3 separate regions of the Pan troglodytes genome follow, and regions 2 and 3 are each linked to region 1. The links are chromatin contacts, called in public Hi-C and HiChIP or PLAC-seq maps. All regions are on one chromosome and are shown on one strand. The core of a region is the stretch at or near the end of the contact, and the rest is flanking DNA. Distances in the headings are between cores, read along the strand shown. Region 1 holds the start of MAP4K5 (mitogen-activated protein kinase kinase kinase kinase 5). Region 2 holds the start of CDKL1 (cyclin dependent kinase like 1). Region 3 holds the start of DMAC2L (distal membrane arm assembly component 2 like).

Region 1 (4,236 bases), core at 65-2,564:
GCTTGTTTAAGGAATAAAAAGCCTATCCATTACAGTCTATCTCAGTAGAATCAAACAGTGCTAGGGCTATAATACCACTACCTTGAAATGCTAATATTAATTGGGAGGAAATTAAAAGTAAGTAAAAAGAGGGGAACCACCTGTGCAAAACAACAAGCTAACCCCAGAGGAATCTACTGGTTAATTACCCAAATGACACAAAACCACTTCAGCGATATGCAGAAGTGTTGTTTGGCACAATGTGATATATATCATGATCAAATCCAATAAACAACGCCGTTGCAAAAAGCAAAGGAATTTGCCCTTAATATTCATAGGCTGCACTAATACTCCCTTTTTGGAACACACAACAAAAAGCATAAGGCAATCTCAATCTCTTTCCTCTGAACCATTCAAGAACTCAGCGGATTTGGGGAATTGGGTTTGCTTCTCTACAATGTTTTTTAAAATCCTAAATTAGGTGTAACTTACTCTCATCGTTTGTCTTAAGTAATACAAAACAGCACAATACAAAGACAGCAGCTCATATCCACTCTTGGTTATAGGATGTTATAAATCCCTGAAAGGAACCGCTAAAGTAAAACAAAACCCAGCAAGTTAATATCACATTTTTATCGCCAACCAAAAACAAACGATCAAACTTCCACCAGGAAAAGCATCTTTTTATATGGGATAATGCTTGCATACATGTCACCAATATTAGTTTGCTTACAGTTAAAGCTCAGAGACAGAGTTTCATATGGCTTTTTTAGTCAAACTCATCCATTGAAACAATTTTTTTTTAAAAAATGCAAATGTCTGAATGTCAATATTCTTTCCTGTCTATCTTCCATGAAGCATTTTTCCACGCTAACACTAGAGCATCCTTCGGTGTAATTCCACAGGCAGATTCAAATTCCCTTCAATACCATAAATAAGCCCTATTAAAAAGCCTTTAAACCACAAAAAAAGTGCAACAGCGGTTTGCAACTGTGTGGTTAGTTCTGCCTGTTGGTAGCGATTAGAACAAGCTATGAGTCGAGGGTGCTCAGAACCGAGTAAAAGGGACCCCGGCCGCTTTCTCCCCAAGAGGCAACAGTAAAAGCATCCTCCTCTCGCCCCAATACTTCGCAGGAAAGTGGCCCCATTCCCGGGACGCAGTCGACCGCAGGAAAAAAGCACGGCCAGCCTCACTTACCTTATAGACGTCCCCGTAGGTGCCGCTGCCGACCCTCTGGACGAGCTCGTAGTCCTGCTGCGGGTTCCGCCTCAGGATGTCCGCGGCAGGCCGCAGCGGGGCCTCCATCTTCACTTAGGGCCCGGCCCCCGCCAGCTCACCCCGCGGCTCCCGGATTCCCGCTAACAAGCACGAACGGCGCCGCTTCCCAACATGGAGCCTCCGCCCGCAGCTCCGTCTGCACGAGGGACGAGCAAAGGCTGGTTGGCGTCGCAGGCTACGACCCCCAGCGGCCGCGCCCTCGCGGCCCGGCCCCTTCCCTTCCGTCCCGCCAGGGGCCGTGGAAGAGAAAGGGGCCTGGAAGGGCCCCCGGCGCCCCGTATCCCCGTTCGGTCTGCGGCCCTTCCCCCTCCCCGGCCGCCCGCGAACTGCCCGACGAGGCCTCCCCGCCAGCCGGGGCCCAGGGCCGGCTCGGTACCTAATGGGGGCGGCCCCGTCTTTGTTGAGCGCGGAGCCCGGGACCTACTTCCTAGACCGCACCCGCGTCCTCCTCCCCCGCGCCGGCCGGCAGCTCCGGGTTTGCCGTCGCCGCCGCCGCCACTCAGCCGCTGCACGGCGCGTCCTCTCGGGGGCGGCGGAGGCGCGTACAGTCGCCGCCGCCGCCGCCGCCGCCGCACCACGTTCCCCACCCGGGGCTGCGTCACCGGGAGACACGTTCCCAGCCAGCATGGGTCGGCGCCCAGCGGCCCGCCCGAGCACTCCGGCCGCAGAACCAGAGTGCCGCCCTGAGGCCTGCTGAGAACACAACACCCTCCCGACCGCGCCACCGCGCCCCCCTAGCCGGGCGCGTCCTTGCAGGGCCTGGGCTGTCTCCCTCCCACTCTCAGAAATAAGGCACACCCCTGGGCATTCGTGGGCCAACGGGCCTTGGCTAAACCGTCCCCACATTTGTCAGGTAGGCCTGTAGGGTGACGGGTAGAGGAAGAAGGGCGATGGGAACGTAGCCCTCCAAGTTAAACACGGAAAGGGTACGTTAAGGGCACCGGGCCAGAAGTAACCTGGCAGCGGGGCGCCGGGGAAGGAGGTGGGGGAGTGCCAGGTTAACTAAGTCCCGGCACACCCTACTGCACCTTCCTGTTTTGCAAACCATTCCCGGTGGTACCAGTTTGAGGCTGCACTGCACACCTGCACAACCTGCCTTCTACTTAGTTCTTCTGAGACATTTCTGAAAGTCTGAATTCCTAGGACTGCTCAATGACCTTTGTCCCTGTTGGGCACATGCAGTGTCTCATCGCTGGTATTGCACCTTTAATGAGATCAGGAGTTCCGCAAAAGTAAAACAAAGGGGTCACAGACTGGTTCTGGTTCTACCACTTCCTCAGTATGTGCTCTGGGACAAAACAGCATATTTGGCAACATCTCGGTGTCCTTATCTGCAGCTTAAAGAGGGTAAGATTTTGCATCTGACACCCAGGAAAGTGTTTATAAAGCGTTTTACAGGATTGTAAAGGGGGTTATCGAATATAAGAGGTCTTAAAATACTTAACAATGCACAGCATATATGGAACAGGAGTTCGGGGAAGTAATTTGGCTGATATTTCACAAGCTGTTTTGCAGTTTCAGTTCCAGTCTTGCTCTGAAGGTAGAAATTAAGTTGCCAGTGTTACATTATACTGGCTAAGTTATTTCTAGAGCCTCATAGAGAATTTGAACAGAAAAGCCAGATAACACTCAGCCACTGCATTTAGTGACTGAAACATCATAAAAGAGCAAGTTGGAGATGTTGGCATGTGGCTTTGAACACCCAATTTTTAATTCTGTTCTTGAGAATTAAAATACTCCTTATTGTTGATAATTGTATAATGTATAATAAGGAGTAATTGACAATACTCTTTATTGTTGATAATTGTATAATGTAGAAATTAAATTCGCACCTTAACAGGACAGGGCATATATGTATTTTCTTGTGCTCCACACACAAAGGGCACTTATTTGGGGAACATAAGTAAGCCCAGACTTACATGCTCCATGGACAAAGCCTATGTGTTTGCTGCATTGAAAAAATTGTTGAAGAACAGTTCCTTCTTTCAAAGATTCTTGGCACTTGTTTTGGTGGGCACATACTTTTGGCTTCGATGACTCAAAATCTCTTCAAATGTTCTATTGGTATCTTAGCACTTGTTTACTGTCATAGATTCATTTGAGATTTTTTTCCTCTGGCCATATAAGCACTGATCCTTTATCTAGTCTGAAATATATTTATTCTTACATGTTTACACTTGTGTTACTCCAGGGAATTTCAGGCAGCACACAGAAAACACTTACTATAAAACAAGATAAAAATAAGTGGGCAAACTAGTATGAAGTTAAAGAGAAGGAAAATACGAAACCAGAACAGTGTGACAACTCGGCCAACCAGAGGATTTTATAGTGTTTTTGAGATCAAGAGTAACCAATTGATCAAGAAGAGGCATATATTTTCCTAATGCAAAGACTTCCAAAAATTTTATTTAATGAGCCTTCTTCATAAAGTAGAAACTGAATGCCCAGTTTGAGACGAGGACAAATATCCTGACAATCCTTTAAGCATGTTATTCTTGAAATACAGCATTTAAAATGAATTAGGCAGTGAAATGTTTGAGGTCATAGGCTTCAACAAGACCCTGGAGTGCAGATATTTTATGTTGCCAGTAATGGCAGATCCATATGCTTTGACCATCAACCTAGAGGCAGATAGCATGGAAAAAGTCAAGACTCTATGTGGTGGTTAAAAAGTCAAGACTCTATATGTCTGCTATAATCATTATTTTACTTGTACTGCAATTCATGCAAAGAGGAAAACATTTGTTTTATACTAACTCCAAAAGAATCTTAAGGATTTTAAAAATACTGGTTGAGTTAATTTTAACAAGATCAGTGAAGTGGGTTGCTTTGTAAAGAAATGCAAATTCAATTTACTTAAATACACACTGATTAAATTTAATTTTACATCCTAGACAATTAAGCAAACAATTTCAAGTTTGAAGTTTATGTAATAATATGTTAGTTATGTCATGGTAACTGACCAGAGAGTTTCTTAC
Region 2 (4,130 bases), core at 1,278-3,777, 130 kb before region 1:
TAAATACCTTTCCCCCCTCTGATATCATGTTATTTTTAGGGTTAACTAATAAACATTTGAAAAGTGATCAGGCCAGGCTCGATGGATCATGCCTGTAATCCCACCACTTTAGGAGGCCAAGGTGGAAGGATCGCTTGAGGCCAGGAGCTCGAGACCAGCCTGGCCAACATAGCGAGATCCCACCTCTAAAAAATGTTAAAAAAAATTAGAAAGTGATCATTTCACTTCTTTAAGAAAAACGCTTCTTTTTAGAAACGGGACATGATGATGCTCAGCAGTAAATACATATGAGGTGTAATGAGAATCTGTGAGCTTCCTAGCAGTTTGAAAACAGGTAAATGATTAATTCTCTTAATAGACTGAGTATACCAATAGGAAATACCTTAGAAGTTTAAAAATCAACAATGCCAGCAAAATTGAATTGTCTTACATTCCTATACTATCAAATTGTGATGGTCCTTGAAAACCCAGGTCTACAGGTGGGAGAGAAACTATTGGGAAGAAAAATAAATATCCCACAGCATCTCTAAAAGTGAATGCCACCTTACCTGGCACTTTTGTCTCTGCTTTCTAGTTCATTATATAATTAGTGACTTGTGCACAGATATCCCATTTGTGTCACTGAAGTCAAAAGGCTATGAAGTAAGATATAACCATGTCCCATGACATTCTTTTAACATAACATGACTCACTTTATTTCTTTCATCCCTAAAAATTCACTTTAAAGAAAAAATGGATCCCGGAGCAGTGGCTAGAACCTGTAATCCCAGCTACTCAGGAGGCTGAGGCAGAAGCATGGCTTGAGCCCAGGAGTTCCAGGCTGCTGTGAGCTATGATCACATCGCTGCACTCCAGCCTGGGAGACAGAGTGAGACCCTGTCTCGAAAAAGAAAAAAAAAGGAAAAGTGAATCAATTACCTTGAGCATTCGGATTTCCCGAAGGGCAATTTTCTTTATGACAGGGTCATCTTCTGATTCCAGAAACTTCTTGATGGCCACAATCTGACCCGTGTCCCTGTTTCTACATTTGAAAACAACTCCATAGGATCCTTCTCCAATTTTCCCAATTTTTTCATACTTCTCCATCATAGAGGAATAAATCTTCTTAAAATGGATCTTCAGCCGAGAATGGTGGCTCACGCCTGTAATCCCAGCACTTTGGGAGGCTGAGGCGGGCAGATCACCTGAGGTCAGGAGTTCGAGACCAGTCTGGCCAACATAGTGAAACTCCGTCTCTACTAAAGATACAAAAAATTAGCCGGGTGTGGTGATGGGCGCCCGTAGTCCCAGCTACTCAGGAGACTGAGGCAGGAGAATCGCGTGAACCTGGGAGGCGCAGGTTGCAGTGAGCCGAGATCGCGCCACTGCACTCCAGCCCGGGCGACAGAGCGAGATTCCGTCTCAAAAAAAAACAAAAACAAAAACAAAAAACAAAGAAAAGAAAAGAAAGGATCTTCACATAGTTTGAAAACGTCGCTTATAAAATATTGGCACCAACGGACTGCACTAGAGCCCCACCCAACGATGAGTGTTTGTCACGGTCCTAGAACAGAACAGCACATGTTAAGGAATGAAGAGTGTACCCGTGTCGGCAATGGCAACGCGATCAGTAACAGCCTAGAGTTAGCTGCCTCCAGTAACCCGATTTTAATCGCCCGTTAAATACCCTGTAAGTTAAAATGTAACTTGCCATCCTAAAACGAGCCGAGCTGTAAGATAAGCTATCTTTTTAACGTTATCGTTCATCCGATCTAAGACACCTGAGCTGGCTGGAGCACGGGGAGGGCTAAGGGCTTCCCCGGTTCTAATTTCGGGTCTCATTTCCCTGCGGCAAGAAGACACCTCCCGGCTCCCCGCGGAGGCGGCGGCGAGGCTTGGCCGCAGGAGACCAACCCGCGCCCCGCGCCCCACGCCCCCGGGACTGGGAAAACCCTCCCGCGCCCGGACGTGCACCTCAGCCGCGCCGCGCAGCATGGAGCGGTGCCACGTGTTGGCCAGGGACGGCCCGCGCCTCCTTGCCCGCCCGGGACTCACGGCGCCGCGGCGGTCAGTGACGGGCCTGGCTCCCGCCTCGCCTTCTTCCGCCCAGCTCGGCTCGGCGTGGCTCGGCCCGCGATCCCTATGGGAACCGGCTCCCGCCCCGGGTCTGCCTGGGCGGGGCCGCCGCGCCCCAGCTTCCCACCCCCGGCCCGACCCAGCCCGGCCCAGCCCGGCCGCTGTCCCGGCTGCAGGGAAAGGCCCCGGAGGGCCGCCCTCCGTCCATGGGAGCTGTCCTGACCGCGGGCCGAGTCCTGCTGCCGGGAGAGCAGACCTGCTAGATTTGCAAACTTCCGCAGGCCGTGCAAAGCGCAGCTGTAACCGCGTCTGCGGAGCAAGACGCCTGCGCTAGGAGCCCCTCCTGAGCGGTCCACATTTCCCTGCAACAGCCGTCCCCGCACCTCAGAACCGCGGTTATTCCCTTTGGTCCCTTGGAGGCATCTTCTGTGTCTGTGCTGATCAGTGCTGCGGCGTCAGTGAATGAATGAGAGGGAGAAAGGAAAGAAGAGGAAGGCGTGACCGCAGAAATTGCTTAAAGTCAGCACTTTCCTCTACAGCAGGGAAGGTTCCACGGCAGTCTTCTGCTGTGGGACTTTTCTGGTGTGGGAGGTGGAAGCTTACAGAGCCTGCCTTAATTGTTTTTGGTTCCTTTCCCCCTTCTTTCTCCCAACGGACTCCTACTGCTCAAATCTGAGCACACTGGCGGGAAGCGGATGGACCTGGGGAAATTATGAAATCATGTCAGTTGCCACTGGGCAGAGTGCCTCACACTTTATCATCCGTCCCGTTCCCAGTGCCAGCATCAATGCGGGTACTTGTCCTGGAAGCAGTACCCGAGGAGAGAAAATTAACACAGTGTCTATGAAACAGGGGCCAATCCCGTGTCAAGCAGCATGCTACTAAATGTAAACCCAGGAAGGGTTCAGAAAGGAGCCTGGAGCTGAGGAGAGAGGGCTGGTGGCTGCCCTGGAAACCCAGTACAAGGATGGCCTAGAGGTGGTCTGTGAACAGAAATTGTTTACAAATGGCAACCATAGATCTGTTTTCTGTCTCTATAGTTTTGCCTTTTCCAGAATGTCATGAAAATGGAATCAGACTGTATGTAGCCTTTTGAGGATAGAGGATCTCCCCCACCACCCCAACTCCAGTGAGCTTTCAGATGAGATTGTAGCCCCAGATGACAATGTACGTTCAATCTTGTGAGAGACCTTGAGCCAGGGGCACCCAGCTAAGCCATACTTGGGTTCCTGACCTCTAGAAACTGAAATATGTTTGCTATTATGTTTTGGGGTAATTTGTTATGCAACCATATGTATCTAACACAGAAGCCTTTTATTAATAGGAGGTTGAGAAAGTTCACTTTCATTCCTAGTTTGCTTAGTGTTTTTGTTTGCTTTTTAAAATTATGAATGGATGTTGAATTTTATCAAATGCATTTCTTCATCTAGAGGTGATCATTTCCTTTTCCTTTCTTTTCTTTTTTTTTTTTTTTAATTGAGAGGGAGTCTTGCTCTGTCACCCAGGCTGGAGTGCAGTAGTGTTATCACTGCTTACTGTACCCTTGAACTCCTGGGCCTAAGCAATCCTCCCACTTCTGCCAGGCCTGAGTAGCTAGAATTAAAGGTGTGCACCACCAAATTGTTTTTATGTAGTCTGTTGATACGGTGAATTATATTGATTTTTAGATGTTGAACCAACCTTTTGTTCCTGGGATAAACCCAACTTATTTTATGATTTCATCATTTTAATATATTGCTGGATTTGATCAGTAATATTTTATTGGAAATTTTTACATTCATGTTTTGAGAGATATTGATGTATAGTTTTCTTGTAGTATCTGCTAATTTTGGCATCAGGATAATGCTGATCTCAGAAAATGAGTTGGGAAGTGTTTATCTTCCCTTTTATTTTCTAGAGATGTTTACATTAAATTGGTATTATTAATTCCTTAAATGTTTGGAAGAATTTTTTTTGTTTTTTTTTTTTGAGACAGTCTTGCTCTGTCATCCAGGCTGGAGTGCAGTGGTGTGATCTTGGCTCACTGCAACCTCTGCCTCCCAGGCTCAGGCGATCCTCTTGCCTCAGCCTCCCAA
Region 3 (4,080 bases), core at 1,531-4,030, 220 kb before region 1:
CCTGGGTGACAAAGCGAGACTTCATGTTAAAAAAAAAAAAATTTAGATTCACAGTTGCCAAGAGTTAGGAAGAATGGAGAGGAAGGTGTGAATATAAAGAGATAGGTAACACAACAGATAACCTTGGGGCAATAGAATATTTTTATACCACCCTTTTTTTTTTTTTAAGAGAGTCTTGCTCTGTTGTCCAGGCTTCAGCGCAGCGGTGTAATCACAGGTCACCACACCTTCAACCTCCTGGGCTCAAGCGATCCTCCTGCCTCAGCCCCACAAGTGGCTGGGACTACAGGAGCAAGCCACCACACCTGGCTAATTATTTTTTAATTTTTTTGTAGAGCAGGGGTTTTGCCGTCTCCCTTTGTTGCCCAGGCTGGTCTCCAACTCTTAGGCTCAACCTATCCTCCCACCTCGGCCTCCCAAAGTGCTGAGATTATAGGCATGAGCCAGCATGCCTGGCCACATTTTCATATCTTAATTGAGGTGGTAGTTACACAAATTAATACATATGATTAAACTGCATAGAACTAAACACACACACACACACATGAATATATGTAAAACTGATGAAAGCTGAACAATGTCCATGGATTTTGCCAATATCAATTTCCTAGTTTTGATATTGTACTATAGTTATATAAGATGTTTTCATTGGGGTAAATGGGGTGAAGGGTACATGGGATCTCTTTGTACTGTTTATTTATTTTTATTTTTTATTTTGTAGAGAAGGGATCTTATATTTTGCCCAGGCTGGTCTCAAACTTCTGGGCTCAAGTGATCCTCCTGCCTCAGCCTCCCAAAGCACTGGGATTACAAGCCTGAGTCACCACGCTTGGCCTGTACTATTTTTGCAATTTCCAATGGATCTATAATTACTTCAAAATAAAAGTATAGGCCAGGCACGGTGGCTCACACCTGTAATCTCAGCACTTTGGGGGGCTGAAGAGGGAGGTTCACTTGAGGCCAGGGGTTCGAGACCACCCTGGGCAACGTCTCTACAAAAAAATAGGAAAATAATTAGCTGCCTGTGGTCCCAGCTCCTGGAGGACAGGAAGCATTGGGGAGGGGGGCTGAGGAGGGAGGATCGCTTGAGCCCAGGAGGGTGGAGGCTGCAGTGAGCTATGATTGTGCCACTGCACTCCAGCCTTGGCAACACAGTGAGACTCTGACTCCAAAAATTTTTTTAAAAAAACATTTTAAGTATAAACAAAACTTTCACTAACCCTACTTTTCTTTCCTTAAGAAAAGCTTCCCAAAAGAACTGTCTACATGCCCCATAACAAATCACAATCGCTATTACTGGTATCCCACTCTACTCCCCCTATCCACCAACACGCAGCAGCCAGAGTCAACTTTTAGAACATCAACATTTAATCATTAGCCTCTTCTTTTTTTCTTTTCTTTTTTTTCTTTTTTTTTTTTTTTTGCGAGACAGAGTCTTGCTCTGTCGCCCAGGCTGGAGTGCAATGGTGCGATCTCAGCTTACTGCAACCTCCGCCTCCCAGGTTCAAGCGATTCTCCTAAGGCTCCGGAGTAGTTGGGATTACAGGCGCCCACCACCACGCCAGGCTAATTTTTTTGTATTTTTAGTAGAGACGGGGTTTCGCCATGTTGGTTAGGCTGGTCTCCAACTTCTGACCTCAGGCGATCCGCCCGCCTCGGCCTCCTAAAGCGTAGCCTCTTCTTAAAACCCTTTTAAATAGCTTCCCGTGGCTCTTAGAATAAAAGTCAACGTGTGGTTAAAATAAACTAAAAACCTTGCTGTGATGTAGTCCTTCTACCGGGTCATTCCACACCATATGTCTTCCACTAAACTTCAGTCACACTCATATGGCCCACCTTCTAGTCGTCAAAATAGCCAAAACCTCTCCAAGCCTTACAGCCTTCACACAAACTGTTTCTTCTACAGAGGACAGAGAAAGACAATGGTTTCGAATGTGACGTCCAAACTATAAATCACAGGACACTGAATTCTGCGGGCTTTCATTAGCATAAGAGCTGCCTCCGACGGGGACAACACTATGCGGGGTGTGCCAGGAACTGATTTAAGACTGTATTCAGATCTTCCAAGCAACGCCAAAGACTCCAGCTTATAAACAGCATATTTGATTGCTTATACTGTGTGCTAGGTCCTTTTATCCTTCAAATGACCACCTACAGGAGAGACTAAGGTCCAATTCACAACTGAACCTTTAAGGAGGTTAAGTAACTAGCCCAGAGTTCAACAGAAAGTGGACGGGTTGTTCAAAGCCAGAGCTACTCCTGACCTCTACTCTATACACTGCCTTTCCTCCGGCCCGTAAATACAACGAATGAACCTGCAGGTTGGTAGCTCCTGGGATCCGAGGTTGGAGTGCCACAGGACCCCAACCTGCTCTCACCCCGGGACAGGGAAATAGGAACAGGGGCACAGGTCCACCACCAGGTGCCTCCGCGAGGGGCAGCAGCGCAGGCGGCGGGGAGCAAGCGGCCACTCACCTGGTGCAGGCGCTGCGGCTACCTCCACACAGCGGTCTTGGCCTCCCAGACGCGAACCCGCACGCCCCAGGGGAGCCACCGGCGAAACTCCCGCGGGCCCGTCCGCAGGCACCAACCAAATAACGCAGCGCTGCCACCATCCCCTACGCACGCTCCCCTCCCTCAGCGCTCAGAAGAAGCCACTTGACCCTCCACGGCCGAGGACCCGCGCTCTTTAGCCACGCCCCTCACGCGGGGGCCAATGAAGTGGTGCGCCTTCGCCCCATGTGGGAGAGGCTGCGGTGGCCAATAGGCGCGCGCGTCGGAGGGCGAAGGGCCGGCCAGGGTGCCGCAGACGCGGGGACGCTGGCTCGCTCCCTCCCTCCCTCCGACGCTGTGAGTAGAAAAGCTAGGCCCCGAGCCGGGCGGGACTAGGGTGGTGGTTGTGTTCTGCCCTCGCCCGTCGCCAACGCTGGGCTGACTGAAAACCTGGCCCTTTGGGTCGCGCGTCTTCGACCTTCACCGCCATGCGGACATGGGGCTGTGGGAGAAACTCTGGGCGGGATTACGGTGAAAATTCTTGTTTGGGCGGGCCCAGCTGCTTCTTTCTTCCGGCTCGCCTTCGGCCCCGCCCCCCTCCCCGCCCCCGCTCCGGCTCCAGCTCCAGCCGGGTCCTCGCTCGGCCGCGCACGCAGCCCGCGGTAGACGGAGGGCTTGGGCACCCACCGTCTCCATCCCGGCCCCAGCCCAGTCGAGCATCCACTAGAAGGGCGCTCCCTGTCCGGCCCTAGCCCTCGCTCCTCACGGAGGCTCTTTGTCACAGCGAAGACTGACAGCCCGCAGTCTTCTGGACTTCTTTTATGGGGTTCCTGGCGGTGCTATTCATTCAGTCATTGATTGGTCTTGTAAATATCGAGCGCCTGCTCTGTACTGGACCCGGCACTGGGTACCGGAAGAACCAGACAGCTCGGTTTTTGCCACCATTTATAAGTCTGTGTCCTTTTCTTGAGTACTGAACCGAGATACAGTTTTAAATGTGCTGTGCGGTCTCTGAGCAGCGACTCACCTGTGCAGGTCACTTCACCTGATTCCCTTTATGTAAAAATGAGGGCGATGGGCTGTGTAATCTCTAAAGGACCTTCTAACTCTTTAAAATTATCACCGTGCCAGTGTTGCTAACACTCATTCTGTATGCTTGATGGCAGTTTTTAATTTTTAGGGTTAGGACAGCTGAACATAACAAATAGAATTATACAGATTTATTACCAGAAGGACTTCGTGTGCCTCTAAAAATCTTGGTTCCAGTCTTTGGTCACGTAGCTCCAGGAAATCACTTCACCTCTTTGCCTCAGACCCTCCTCAGTGAACTAGGAATGATAGCAGTGTCTCCCTAGTCTTAGGGCCGTCGAGCAGATTACACGAGATAAGGTCAGCAGGTGTTTAGCACAGTGAAGCATTTGCTACGTGATGACATTTATTATGGTTAAAGGGTTTTACCACCAGAACAGTGGTACATAGTTTGCTTTATTTGTTAAAACAATGTAGAATATTGCCTGCTTGTTCCATCACAGATGAAAAAAAGAGATGGTTATTCAACTTTGCGAGGTAATTGTGGATTCCCATGCA

The links. Hi-C and Micro-C count contacts between places; a contact is called where the count stands out from the background. HiChIP or PLAC-seq counts read pairs in DNA pulled down with a chosen protein or histone mark.
Region 2: a Hi-C map of stem cell-derived neural progenitor cells shows a contact between it and region 1, with 3 times the contacts expected there. The contact joins the promoter of CDKL1 here to the promoter of MAP4K5 in region 1. A contact is called at or near these places in 1 of 7 Hi-C or Micro-C datasets (stem cell-derived neural progenitor cells) and 1 of 1 datasets of contacts at active chromatin or transcription factors (stem cell-derived excitatory neurons).
Region 3: a contact with region 1 is called in an H3K4me3 HiChIP or PLAC-seq map of stem cell-derived excitatory neurons, with 15 times the contacts expected there. The contact joins the promoter of DMAC2L here to the promoter of MAP4K5 in region 1. A contact is called at or near these places in 5 of 7 Hi-C or Micro-C datasets (blood, induced pluripotent stem cells, a lymphoblastoid cell line and 1 more), 1 of 1 datasets of contacts at active chromatin or transcription factors (stem cell-derived excitatory neurons) and 1 of 1 other capture datasets (stem cell-derived neural stem cells).

The regions. Positions count from the first base shown.
Region 1 is chr15:48,546,797-48,551,032 of NHGRI_mPanTro3-v2.0_pri, forward strand. MAP4K5 (mitogen-activated protein kinase kinase kinase kinase 5) reads right to left here and starts at 1,315. Exons shown (of 31, transcript XM_063793369.1): 1 at 1,178-1,315. The coding sequence starts at 1,285. ATL1 (atlastin GTPase 1) reads left to right here and starts at 1,726. Exons shown (of 14, transcript XM_522849.8): 1 at 1,726-2,111.
Region 2 is chr15:48,410,892-48,415,021 of NHGRI_mPanTro3-v2.0_pri, forward strand. It overlaps CDKL1 (cyclin dependent kinase like 1), which reads right to left and starts at 2,528. Exons shown (of 11, transcript XR_010151105.1): 1 at 2,439-2,528; 2 at 919-1,543.
Region 3 is chr15:48,325,654-48,329,733 of NHGRI_mPanTro3-v2.0_pri, forward strand. DMAC2L (distal membrane arm assembly component 2 like) reads left to right here and starts at 2,781. Exons shown (of 5, transcript XR_010151112.1): 1 at 2,781-2,850. L2HGDH (L-2-hydroxyglutarate dehydrogenase) reads right to left here and starts at 2,615. Exons shown (of 11, transcript XM_009427791.4): 1 at 2,476-2,615. The coding sequence starts at 2,615.